2 separate regions of the Mus musculus genome follow, and region 1 is linked to region 2. A link is a contact called in public HiChIP or PLAC-seq data. All regions are on one chromosome and are shown on one strand. Each heading gives the region's core, a stretch centred on a gene start, on an enhancer-like site or on the middle of the called end of the contact. The rest is flanking DNA. Distances are from core to core; before and after follow the strand shown.

Region 1 (3,732 bases), core at 68-2,567, 580 kb after region 2:
GCTGGCTGTTGCTTTACAAAGTTATTGTTACCTATGTGCAGGCTGCTTTGCCTGGTGCCAGTGGAAGCCGGAAAGGGGGACTGGATCCCCTGGAAGTGGAGTTCAAGATGGCTGTAGGACACCATGTGGGCGCTGGGAATTAAAACTGTGCTCTCTGTAAGAACAGCCAATGCTCTTAACCACTGTGTTGGTTTTTCTGTAATGCACATGGCATGTATGTATATGGGTAGCTGGCATTTACTTCAATAATTATTACCTGCCAGCTACTTCATGAACAATTTATAAGTGATTTCTTTTAGTCATTATGGGACTTGGAGGTACAGGTTACGATAATACAGATAATTATGACAAAACCTGTCCCTAAGCACTCCTCTACACATTTACATACTTGAGCTGTCTATGCATGCTTGGGAGGTACACATTATTAAACCCATTTTCTAGATGAGGAAACTAAGGCTTTCAGGATGTAAGGATGACCGTCAAAATGCCCAGCTAGTAACGGTGAGACCTCTCCTTTCTGCTTCACTGCCTCTCAGGCCAGGCCACAGCCCTACTCTGAGCCCTGATGGGAGCTGGGAACAGTATGTGTCCGGGGCTTCTAATGGCCACAGAGTGACAGAGGAGACATGGACCATCTAAACCAGGCAGATGTATAAGACATAAGTAGATGAGAGCTTGCCATGGGCTGAGGAGGAAAGATGCAGGGCAACCGTTCAGAGGATGACATTTCTGCTTGGGTAATACAACTGTTTTGGAAATAGGATGGTGATGGTGGGACATTTGGGCAGAATTAATGTTATGGACTTAAAGATGTTCCAAACGGCAACTTTTATGTTGCATATATTTTAGCAATTTAAAACTGTGGCAGAAGAAGGCAGGTGTGACTTTAATCTCACCACTAGGGTGGTAGAGGCAGGTGGATCTCTGTGAGTTTGAGGCCAGCCTGGTCTAGAGTTACAGGAGAACAAGGATAAGTAGTCAGACCCTGTCTCAAAGAGGAAACCAAGTCGTTAGATACAGACACGGGACCAGCTCTCTAGAGACCCTCCTGCCACTGTCCGTGGCTGAGATCTCTCAGTCCGTGGTCTGTTTCCAGCACAGAATCAGTGGATGGAGCAGCTGTCTCTCTTCCTATGTCCTAGTGCCACACGGTTCCTCTACAAGCCACTGTGAGCTGTGTTCCTCCAGCAGGCCTGAGCCTGGCGTGCAGCGGGCACACTGCCCTCACCCAAAGTCAGCCCCCTTCATGTGTACTGCAGCCTGCTGCAGGCATAGATGTCACCAGTTTCCGTGGTTTCCAGAGCCGTGGACACCAACAGGAAGCTGTGGCGGCAGCAGCAGCTTGTGTAATTAGCATGGAATGTTCTGAGGCAGGCAAGAGCATGTGGGGTAGAGACAAGTTCTCAAACACACTTTCTGTGAAAATAGTTGGTTTTTTTTCCTCTTTTCACCCTTCTCAGGAGACGGAAATAACAAACCGAAGAGGAACCAATCATCCTGCACAACTCCCCATGCACAATGCGGGCCTGCGGCAGGTGCGTGGGCTCATATCTGCGCATGCTCTCTGTGGCAGGTGCGTGGACTCATATCTGCGCATGCTCTCTGCGGCAGGTGCGTGGGCTCACACCTGGGCATGCTCCCTGTGCCCATCATCACTCAGGCAGCTCGTCCCAGAGACACAAGGTGTGTCATCACAGAGACTGCCACCACAAAGCCGTCCAACTGGGGTCCACACTGTCAGCCCAGGTGCGGTGGTTCTGCCTTGGTGAGACACACTGCTGGCAAGAGTCAATCGCCATCCTCTTTCCCAGGCCACTAAGCCAAGCCACAGCCAGATGATGCACAACCCAGTGCCACAGCTGCACTTGAAATCTTCCTCAGTGTAAACGCTGCTTTTAGAAAAAGCTGCTTTTAAGTGTACCTCTGGTAAATATTTGAGATTTATTTCTTGCTGGGCATAAAAAATAGAGGAAAACAAGAGTGTAAGGCACAGGGATGGAAATTTTAGGAGGGCCTTAGATGGTACCTGTGAAAGACTCTCCTGACCTCCGCTGTTGTTCCCACCAAGTCACTGCTCTGGCAGTGAATGGGCACACTGTCCCGCCCTCATCGGTGGCCTTCTGATGGCCACAAGGATGATATTTACCCTGGACCTCCTGTCTACACACCCAGCACCGGGTCTTGTCTCCAGCGGTGTGACCTATGGGAATGGACGTAGTTGTAGCACACTGTTAGACAGTGTGATCTAGCCAAGAGGCAGGTGTCTGCTGTTCATCTGTCCTGACAGCAGTGACGCCACGCTCCCCACTTTCTGAAGACCCGATCCCAGGCCATGAGAAGCCGGGCCATCTGGCCATGCCCTGTCCACCCCAGGTTCCTCTGCTCCATCCACACTGACATTCCTGCTGATTCTGCATATGCCATTCTCACCAGGGCCTTAGCTGCTGTGCCCTCTTTCCTCACCATCCACACAGCTACCTTCTAATCAAACCACAGCCCAGAGGCCAATTCCTTAGTGAAGTCTGCAAGGGCCCCATAAGCCACTCTGACCCACTGAGTTGTCATACCGTTGGGGATAGAAATGGTGTCTTTACATACCTGAATCCCCACTGCCTGGCCCCGTGCCTGGCACAAGGCAGGGGCCCAGCCCACGCTTACTGAAGTGAAGTAGTCCAGACAGATGCACTTTCACCAGCAAACAGCAAGGGCTGAACTTGACTTTCCGAGAAAGGTCTCTACTGTGTCCACACAGCCAGGACTCCTGCCAGCATCGGTAAGGAGCTGGCACAGCACCAGGAGCACCCACAACACAGCACATGGCCGAGAGGTCGTGACTAGGAAGCAGCATGCTATCTTCAAAGTCTGTTGGGCCACTGCCAGAGACACACAGGCCTGGCCACACACTGCCACACTGTACATCCTCTGGCTAATCAATTCACAGTGCAGAAATAACAATGGGCCCCACAGTGCCTTCATTAACCTCCTAGATCACATGGGAAAACACAGACTGATGAGCACCTCAGGGAACCGAGCAAAACATCCCCTGCTGCAAAGCCTGCCTGGCCCTTGGGTCATTTTTCTTTTCTCTTTTTGAGAAATGTATACAATTTCTATGTGCTTTAGGTAAACATTTAAAAACATTAATTAGTCCCAGAGACACTTTGTATACTATAGATTTAGTGTAATCTGAGTAAAGTATGGTGGTTAGAAATGAATCTCTGATTATCATGTTTCCTGAACAGAAATGAGAACAGCTGGCCCTGTACTAAGATAAATATATGAAATTGGAACACATCAGAAAGTATGTCCTGCATGCCTTATTTTTTCAACAGTTAGCAAAGAATTGATTTTTAAATTGTATGTGTTTAATGTTTACAGTGTGATGATTTATATATACATAAATGGTTAACAAAGATAAACAAATTAATTTTATGTGTTCATTTTTATTATGTGCGCACATGCGTGTGAACGCATATGCATGTAGAATATCTAATCTATACTCTTTATAGCAAAAACCCTTAATCTAACAGCGCTATTGCCTTCAACCCCCTTGGTGTCCATCAGATCTGAGACTTCCCCAGCCCTACATTTTCTTCCTACCCTGACCTCTATGGCCGTAGCTATCACCTTGCCTCCAGAATCATCTCTGTGTAGTAAACACCTAGCTTTTGCCTTTGAGATCCCGTGTACAAGCGAGATCAAGCTGTCTTCCTCCTGTGCCTGGGTTATACC
Region 2 (4,098 bases), core at 362-2,861:
AATGGGTTTACCATCTCAAAAAGAACTTCCAGAAACTGATGTACTTTTGAAGTTGTTGGACAAACCCTGATGGGATGTCCACACAATCTATCTTAGCAACTACAGCCTATTCAGCAAAGCAACAGTCCTCAAAAAGAATGCTACACATATATTCCAGGAAAACAAAACTGATGCCAGTTTTAGCAAAAAAGGTTTGGTTCTAATCAAAGGTGGAGCCCGTTTAATGACGTGCTGGCCCTTCCAGAATAAAATCGCACTGGAGCTAGAAAGATGGCTCAGCAGTAAAAAGTGCGTGCTGCTCTTAGGACCTAACCACTGCAGTCAGCTCACAACCACCTGTTTCAAAGGGCCTGGCCTCCGAGGGCATCCACGCCTTTCACATACATACTCAAGCACACATGTAAGTAAAAACAAATAAACTTTCACATTAGCCTCAAACCCTCTATAATTGTATTCGTCACGAAAAGGCCCCACATGTCTTGGATTTAAACAATCCTGCAGTCCTGCTTCACAGATCAAAAAAAAAAAAAATCACCATTAACATACTCAAACGTGTTCCATTCAGTTCAGAATCACATAAATTTCTGGGTTTATGACTCCAGAACCATTCATTTTGCACTAATACAAGCCACTAAATATAGCTCTAAAACATTAATGACTGGGAGCTAATTATGTAAGTGATTCATACCTCTTATGTATCCAGACACCAAGATCCTAGGGTGCTTCTGTCAGACCTAAGGGGGAAATAAACAATGAACACCTGTCACAAAAGCCTTCCAAACTGGGAAGCCCCAAACAGTTACTGTCAGTCGACAAATGCTACTCCTTCCTCCACTCCCAACTCCACACCCCACCAGAAAAGCGATCAATCAGGCCCACAGTCTGTGTGAAGGCGAGGCCAGAGAGTACGTAGCGAAAAAAGGGTCTGGGCTTTTCTAGTCCTCACGGCCCTGCGTCTCTCCCTTTAATCTGGAGTGTTGACACCTCAAGTCCGCTTTCCTTTCTGGACTTCGGTTATCGGTGTAGAGTGTGCTGATAGTAGGGTGATTTACTCGTCGGTGGCTGGGGCCGAACTAGGCTTCGGACAGTCAGCACCGGCACGGACCCATCTGGGGCCCTTCCCACATTCTTGCTCCGGGCACATCACCTTCTGGACTTTCTAGAGCGGCTGGCCTAGCGGGGCCGGCCGGCACGCAGAGGGTGCACTCCAGACCTCCACACGTACACGTGCTCCCAGACAGTGCCGGGTCTCCGCACCCCTCTCCCTGTCACACACATACCCCTTCCCAGAGAGGTGATGTCCGATTCGAGTCGAGGAAGCAGCCACAGACCCACCTGGTACCCGCCACCCGGGCGACGCCGTTCGCCTCCTCCAACCTCCCCATCACCTTCGCCTCCCGCCCCACACCCCGCTCGCCCAGTCACTCACCAGCCGCGCCGCCGTGCCGCCTTCTCCGCGGCCTCCCGGCCCGGGCAGCCAAAAGGCCGCAGGGGGCCGGGGGGCCGCTTTCGCCACCGCCGCCGCCTCTCCTCAGCCCAGCCCCATCACCCACGGCCGGCGCCGGCGGCCGCGGGTCGCTCGGGCTCGAGGGTCCGCCGCCACGCGTCGCGGCTCCGGCTGTGGGAACAGAGGCGCCGCGGCGGGGCCCGGGCCGCACCGGGCTCAGGGGCGTCCGCGCTCCGCTGTCGGCGCCCGGGGCGGCGGCGGCGGCGGCGTGCAGCCGGGCAGGGCGAGAACAAGGGAGCGCGGCGCGGAAGACCGGCAGGGGAGGAGGACGGTCTGTGCTGCGAAGCGGTCTCCCGCCGTCGGCGACGAAGCGGACCCCCTCCCCGCGGCCACGGCGCCCGGTCACGCTGCGGGGAGGGCCGGCGGGCACACGGGGAGCGCCCCGCGAGCTCAGGACTCCCGCGCCGGATGTGAGGTCACGTGATTGCCTCATCCCAGCGCCCAGCGCGGAGGGGCCGTCAGGGGGCGGGGCGACCCTCCGGTCCCGCCCACCTCCTCGCCTACGGGGCCCCCAGCCCGCCTAAGCGAGAACTGCTAGCGGGATGCTGCTCAGGACTCATTTTGCGGGAGGCGATCAACTTAGGTGTCGCTTCCCATGCGAGGAGATCGTAGTCCAAACCCCCATTTTCTAAACAAAGACACTGAGGCCCAGTGGTAAGTGCAGGCTTGTCTAGGGTGGCAATCATAAAGGACGCCTGTGCTGGCAAGGTGGAGAGCAAAGTCCTAGCTCTGGACCCAGATTCTTTCCCTCCTTTATCCCCACCTATACCAAAAAGAACACTTTAATTCCAATGGAACTCCTGGCCCAGCCCACGGGCGTGGGACAGAGAACAGTCAGGTAGGTAAGAGAGCTTCCATACGGAAGACAGCCGGGTCTCAGAGAGGAGTTTCTTCCGACAGAGCTGGAAGCAAATTAAATACTTCCCTCCACAGGAGATTTATCTTGGGGCACTGCCTCGCCCGGATGTTCAAATCGCGGTTTTGGTTTTCACTGCCTTCCGCTCCCTGTCGAGCGCGGGAAGCTGAGCCTGCCACCTGCTGCCTCCAGCTCCGCCATCTTTCCACTCTGAGTCTACCTCACCTGCATCCCAGACGCCTGGCCATCTTTGTTCTCCTACCTTCCTACAAACATAACTTTTAGCTGCTTGACTGTCTTAGAGGAGGGAACAGCTGTGTTCAGCTCCTGTTCCCATACTTGGGCACCGTCCACCAGAGGCATGGAGCATCCTGCCTCTTGGTCCGCAGCAGAGAGTAGCACCTCATTTGGGTCGGTAATGTGCCCCAGATACGTGGCCCTAATACACTTCAATGGGAACAGTAAGGATGCTGATCCTGCTTTCCAACCGCAGTGGTGAAGGGCTGGATGGCAACCACGAAATTCTTTTTACCAGGTAATGTGGACATCACAGTAAATGACGATGAGCCACAGCTGTGGCTTCCCAGCTCCTGCTCCCCATTGGGTTTCAGCCCTCCGTGTGTTCCCTAGCTCACTTGTGTTGGAGTACGTAAGTAGTCTAGGATTGAGGAAGTCTGGGTAGAACTGAAAAAACCCTGCACACACTCCTGACAGCTTCCTTAGCAGTTGGTTATTTACCTCGCAGATTTTAACAAGCACAAGCCTCTCCTGGTCCTATAAATAAAACTGTCAAGCCAACCATCCACTTAGAGTGCCCTCTTCAATTAGCCATCAAGTGTTTCTGACCCTCTTATGCACACCTCTTAAACAGTGGGTCTCCCCCTGGCCTGCCTGTACTTCCTCATTCCTCAACTCGTGGCAAACTAACCACACACACACACACACACACACAGAGAGAGAGAGAGAGAGAGAGAGAGAGAGAGAGCTCAACTGACAGTAACCCTTGACCTTGTCATCCACCATTGCAGAACTGTCCTCGGTACTACCTCTCAGCATCTCTCTGCCACATTTGACACTGTGGGTGTTCTCACCTTCTGAAATTACTCTACTGCCTCAGCTTGCAAAGGATTTTGCTCTCCCAGTTGTCAAGTCTCTGTAACTAAGACCTCTCTGCCTTCCTCCGTGGCACCAGTTGTGAAGCAGCACCTGAAATGCAGGGCAGCACCTAAGCCCCACAGCTGTGCCCACTCGGCTGCACTCAACTCTGGGAGGATCAGCTCCACCCTTGGCTTTGAACTCCCACATCAGCCAGATGCCTTTTACCAAACAGAGACTCAAATATCCAACGGCTTGTCATGCATCTCTATGGAGAGCTCACCAAGAAACACCAACAGTTGTCCAAAACCCTCTGCCTTTAAAACTGCCCCTCCCAGAACTATGAGCACTGCCATCACATAACCATTTGAATTAGGAAATTAGGAATAGATGAGTCACCCATGATGAGTCACCAAGCCCTATCTGTTTCACGTCAAATTCCTACCTCCATTCCTCTGGCACCCATTCTTTCTAAGCTATGCCTCTTTGGCAGCCTCCAACGGCCTTCTTTGGATGAACACATCCTCCACACTGCCTCCAAAGTCCTGTCTAAAATGCACAACTACTTAAAGTCCTAAGGTCAATGCACTCAGGTTTTTTTTTTTTTTTTTTTTTTTTTTTTTTGGTTTGCTATTACATG

Evidence for each region. HiChIP or PLAC-seq counts read pairs in DNA pulled down with a chosen protein or histone mark.
Region 1: an HNF4G HiChIP or PLAC-seq map of pancreatic cancer cells shows a contact between it and region 2. The contact joins the enhancer-like site here to the promoter of Atp13a3 in region 2. A contact is called at or near these places in 2 of 39 promoter capture datasets (hippocampal neurons and pre-B cells), 4 of 484 Hi-C or Micro-C datasets (CD4 T cells, LSK cells, cerebellum and 1 more) and 4 of 115 datasets of contacts at active chromatin or transcription factors (acute myeloid leukemia, large pre-B cells, memory CD8 T cells and 1 more).

The regions. Positions count from the first base shown.
Region 1 is chr16:30,970,809-30,974,540 of GRCm38.p6, forward strand. All of the region lies in intron 3 of Xxylt1 (xyloside xylosyltransferase 1), which reads right to left. It overlaps Gm15742 (a long non-coding RNA gene), which reads right to left. Exons shown (of 2, transcript XR_384807.2): 1 at 2,599-3,732. Among named protein-coding and RNA genes, the nearest start is that of Gm15742, 3.8 kb to the right of the region's middle. Within about 2 kb of position 1,318, at least 129 of the 459 cell types and tissues checked have an H3K27ac peak or open chromatin away from gene starts, as enhancers often do. A contact at or near this core is called in LSK cells, acute myeloid leukemia, memory CD8 T cells and 3 more, where this site is marked.
Region 2 is chr16:30,386,919-30,391,016 of GRCm38.p6, forward strand. It overlaps Atp13a3 (ATPase type 13A3), which reads right to left and starts at 1,612. Exons shown (of 34, transcript NM_001128096.1): 1 at 1,430-1,612; 2 at 689-734.